2 separate regions of the Lactuca sativa genome follow, and region 2 is linked to region 1. A link is a contact called in public Hi-C data. All regions are on one chromosome and are shown on one strand. Each heading gives the region's core, a stretch centred on a gene start, on an enhancer-like site or on the middle of the called end of the contact. The rest is flanking DNA. Distances are from core to core; before and after follow the strand shown.

Region 1 (2,700 bases), core at 201-2,700:
AATGATTCAGTTAAATAACAGAGTCCATTTTGAAAAAAATCTTCAAGTGAAAGAAAATAAAAAAACCTGATTTCGTTCCACATAATCATCCAAGAAATCTTTAACATCATTGACTTGTTCAGGGCTCAACTCATCATTATCCAGCAATCTTAAAATCAACTCTAACTTCATTATATGAGCTTTGTGTCGATTGATTGATGATTCCAAATGAGTCTGTGAAACAAATTGCTTATTAAGTTATGAAATTTTAACAATGATCATTATTCATCAGAAATTGTACCCTTCATTTGCTATATTACCAATCTTGGTGGCCTTGCTTTCCCTTTTTTAACAGATAACCCCTCCATCTCAGCTTCAAAACTATCAATTTGAGATTCAAGCTCAGACACCTAATTCAAGAAAATGTATATTTAATTATTTATATAAATGTCCAATTTGTGATTCAAAATCAGACTTCAAAATGAAAGTATAGTACTATAGTTCCATACTGTATTGTTCAACCAATCTCTAGTCTCTGACTTTGCTTTCTCCTTTGGATCCTACGACAGAGAATTAACAGATTAATGCAGGAAAAAAGATGTACACAAATGTCCAATTTCAGATTCATACAGTAACAATGGTGGAAATATAGTAATACATACTGTTTTAGGCTGCTGTCCAAGGCCTTCCTTGGAGAATGCTTTTGTCTTTGTTTCCTTTTCACATATCTTAAACCGTTCCATTTCTTTTTCAATAAGCTTCCGAGCATCCATTAGAGCCTGCTCATAAGAGGCACTAACCGATGTCAACATGCATGAAAGAGAATTTTGTTGTAAATATATTTTCTGTGGATTGAGATAAACCTAATAGCGAACAGCACACAACTACTAGGAAAACAGTATTCGATACTTCAGTAACTCGGTAAGCAAGCAGCAACTGTACAGAGCGATTAAACTAACCTTTTTATCCTTGATCTCGGTGAACTGTATCCATGTCTTAATCTGGTCTCTGTGCCTCTGAAGTTTCTTGATCTCCTTCTTCAAATCGGCTTCAAATTTCTCCTTCTGATTGGCATTGTCAGTATCGTAAACCTAAACAACGAAATTTCGACAACTGACTGTTACACATCAACTATCAATATATGCATTAAACGAAAAAAAAAATCAAGAAGTTGAAGATAACTAAATGAAATTGCCTTGTTCCAAATACTGTCGAAAATATCGACTCCTTCCTGGACTTTCTTCAAAACCCGATCGATCTCGCCTTGAAGCTTTCTACTCGCTCCCATTAAGAAACTATAAAATGTGGCAAACTGATTGAATTATTATTAAAACCGATCATCCAAAACCCCAGCGATTGGTAGTGATGCTTTCCCAAATTATGGCTCCGATCTTGTGTAATTCTAGTAGGATTTTCTTTTCTTTCAGTGAAGACGATGATAAGTTGGAGTAGGGAATTTTGCAACAAAAATGCAATCAAATAATAGAAATAAAACATCAACAATTTTTATCTATTTATCTTTAAAATCTTCCTATTCATTTATTTTTAGGGTAAATGTCACTCTCACCCAACCATTTTTCTAGTTATGGCTTAAATGGTCCCTATTGTTTTTTTTTCGCACTTGAGAGGAACCAAGTTTTACTTTACCGGCTAAATTGGTCCAGTTACCTGTTTTAACAGGTAAACCATACACGTAATAAGCATAATCAGCAAGTGAGTTGAGTCTGAGTTAACTCATGTACATGTCACTGAGTTGTGACCGGTTCCTTGCTTGGGGCCTAAGGGTCACTGTGGACCCATCAGTCCATAAAAGCAGTGGCTTATTCGATGAAACCCTAAATCTTCAATACCCTTTTCCACTAAAGGTTACCGACAATCCGACATAACCTCGATACTTCGCATTCACGTGAGTCACGATGGCGACCCCACCACCACTTTCGCCGGAGTCAATATCTATAAATTCACGAGACCGTCTCAACTTCGGCGATTTGCATACAATTTATTGTGATTGTGGAGCAGAAATTGCAGAGCAGAAAATGGAAGTCGCCCGGTTCAAAGAAGAAATGGGTCGAGATTTGGTGTTATGCAGGGTTCAGTCACTCGCATTACATCGTCAGATTGAGTGCACAGAGAAAAAGGTGACTTCGTTGACTGTATTGGTGATTAGACTTGTGATTGTGACTTTTGGTTTTATGGTGGAGAAGTTTCTTCGTATCGTGAACCCCTGATTTGTTGGTGTTTATGTAGGTGGTTCGTAGTGTTTGTGTTGATTAGGTATGGATGTGTCTTCTTTTGGTAGTATAATGTTGTGTATTAGGGTTTATGTGTTTGTTTTGGCGAAGGTGATTGAAGACCTGTCTAAGCACAGGCAATTTTGTATAAACTAAACTTTGTAACCGGGTTTATTTAATGGAAAAATAGTAGTTAATGGAAATTATAGTTAATTAGTGTGAAAGAGGGTAATTTCGTCCTTTCACAATTTACCCTTACATATACTCATGTTTCAGACACATATGTGGGCTTAATAAGCTTTCTTTTGCTCTCATATTCTTCTTACCGTTCAAGTGACCTAACTGAAATGAAGGGTTCGATGAAATCAGTTCAATGCTCGTGTGGATGTGAAGCAATATTACGAACGTCAACTACTAAATACAACCCTGGCCGACTCTTTGATGCTTGCCCTAAAAAGGTAAATGTAAATTGCATGTTAACTGTTGACCT
Region 2 (2,700 bases), core at 50-2,549, 160 kb before region 1:
TTTGATATAAGCAAGTCAAATTTATATTTATGTGTGAATTGTGTAATTAACAATACATATATAACAATTTGGTAAAGTTAAATGGTTAAAATACATGGTTTTCTTAAGATATCTAAGTAAGTATCTTATGATCGAGAGAAGAACTAGAATTGGATAATAAATGAGAGAATTCCATTATTGACAATCGTAGGACATGAACTTGAATGTTAAATTGATTGAATGGAATCCTTGGACATGTATAAAGTAAATTCTACTAACATAAAAAGACAAGGTAGAAGTTAATACTAGGTTATCTTTTCAAGGCTAGTATAGGTGATATTTTTTCAACATGAGATATGAGATACATGGGGGAATAGATAAAAGCAAACACAAATCTACTGCTTCAAGTACGATTCAATTATTACCTATCAAACATGAAACAGTTATGATATATTGATATTTGTCAAATATATAATAGTAATGTATTGTGTGTATGACACGTTGGTCTGATGGATAGTTAAATATATGTCTAACATAGGTATGACTAGAATAGGTAAATAACTAACAATAGTTAATCTTTTGTGTTGTTGTTTGTAAAATAATGCCTATATAAGGATCATTGATCCCGTTAAATAAAGCATGACGAAAATTTGTCAAATAAGTTTACTTTTAAATTTGTTTAAAATATAGATCATATATCCTAAATATATTATTCAAGAATTCGACAAACATATCCTAACAATAGAATATTTATTGATAATGTTTGTACTCCATATAAAAATTTCTAGCTCCGCCACTGATATGTAATAATGTTAAGTTAGGCATACGTCTAAGACATGTATGACTAGAATAGGTAAATACCTAACAATAGTTAGTTTGTTGTGTTGTTGTTTGTAAAATATTGTCTATTAAGTATCATTGATCCCATAAAATAAAACATAATGGAAATTTGTGAAATGAGTTACTTTTAAATTTGTCTGTTGAAGTTTTTTAACTTATGAATATCAGATCATATATCCTAAATATATCATTCAAGAATTTGACAAACATACGAATATCATACAATACAATTCAAAGATCACGATTAGATACTGTCTTATTAATCATTTTTAGTATTCTATATTTTTTATATTTAAATATTAATATATTATTATTTTGAAAAGTTATTGTATAATGCCATCTATGCATGCTAATTTTTTTATGTTAAAAAAAATGACATTTTGCATCTGAATTCTGAAATAAATGAAAAATCAAAAACATCATATGGTTAAACACTTCAACTTTAAAAAAAAAAAACAAAAACTTATTATTGTAAGCCAAATCGAGCGACACAAAGGACTGAATAGTAATTTCACAGAGGGTGAAGGCAGAAGATATTCGAAGTTGGGAAGAGGGAATATGTGGTAACAGATTTTTCCCGGAAAAAATGATTTAGACAAGACTTCCACAACTCAATTACTTACACATTCCAACAAAAGGTGTTCAAATTCGTCAGGATCTGAGAATTATGTTTTAAATCAGTTGAAATTTGATTCGAATCGATCAAACACACTCCAGAACGCTTTTATTGATGGCGGAATTCACCGCCCTCCGTCGCCTGAAGCCGATCTTCATCGTCGACGAAATGTCGGTAGGGTTTGAGCCAAAAGATATCATCGGCGCTCCGTTGTACGGTGGCAGAAGTTGTAGGGGGTTGAGACTATCAGACAAACGGAAGATCACGGCATTAACCAATTATACCCAAAATCGTACCACCAGAGATACTAGAGTCTTCGCGTCGGCGTCTGGGAGCAAGTCGAAGAGCATGAAAGGCAATGAAAAGGACGCGATTGTCGATCAGCAAGCTATTTATGATGAACTGTTGGGAGATCCTGATTATGAGAGTGATAATCTGTCTTGTTTCAGAGGTTTAGTTTTGGACATCTCGTACAGGTTTGTGCTTCTCATCTTCCTTTTTTATACAATATTAGTTTAATCTGATGTGGTGCGACTGAAATCTTATTAGTTAAGCTGTCATACATCAACATGTATCTGTGGATTCTTCCTACTTTTAGACTGTTAGTTAAGCTACATCTCTGATTGGCTTCTTAATACTGTATAGTAATAACAGTGATTGGATCTGATTGTGATTGTTGTTCTAGGCCTATAAATGTTGTCTGCTGGAAACGTGCCATTTGTTTGGAGTTCATGGAAAAGGTTAGAGATTTGAAAAATGAAAACTTGTAATCATCTAATAGACTAATATTCATGAAAATTATTGATCTTATGTATGAAATCTGTGAATGTATCATATACACAGGCTGATGTTCTTGAATATTATGATCAAACTGTGAACTCTCCTAATGGATCCTTCTATATACCTGCTGTTTTAAGGGTAATTCATTATTCATCACATACTACTGTATTATCAATTCACTAATCCTTCATGAGAATCATAACACTATCTATTTGCAATTTGAATGTTCAAATTATCTCTTTTCTATCAGGTTCCACATTTGCTTCAGGTTGTTAAGAGAAGAAGATTTGTGAGTTTGCTTAGCCGAAAAAACGTATTAGCTCGTGACAATTTTACTTGCCAGTAAGTAACCTCACATTTAATTTCCAATATCTGCAAAAAAAAATAATAATAATAAATAAAATCTGAAATGTTATTTCTAATATCAACAGGTATTGTTCTTCTACTATGAACTTAACTATTGATCATGTCATACCCATGTCACG

The links. Hi-C and Micro-C count contacts between places; a contact is called where the count stands out from the background.
Region 2: a Hi-C map of seed shows a contact between it and region 1, with 4 times the contacts expected there. The contact joins the promoter of LOC111905328 here to the promoter of LOC111905325 in region 1. A contact is called at or near these places in 3 of 4 Hi-C or Micro-C datasets (leaf and seed).

What each region holds. Positions count from the first base shown.
Region 1 is chr6:53,508,343-53,511,042 of Lsat_Salinas_v11, reverse strand. It overlaps LOC111905325 (general negative regulator of transcription subunit 3), which reads right to left and starts at 1,450. Exons shown (of 13, transcript XM_023901020.3): 1 at 1,175-1,450; 2 at 939-1,070; 3 at 642-758; 4 at 489-539; 5 at 300-389; 6 at 67-213. The coding sequence starts at 1,267.
Region 2 is chr6:53,670,796-53,673,495 of Lsat_Salinas_v11, reverse strand. LOC111905328 reads left to right here and starts at 1,299. Exons shown (of 7, transcript XM_023901023.2): 1 at 1,299-1,911; 2 at 2,121-2,175; 3 at 2,279-2,353; 4 at 2,466-2,557; 5 at 2,647-2,700. The coding sequence starts at 1,550.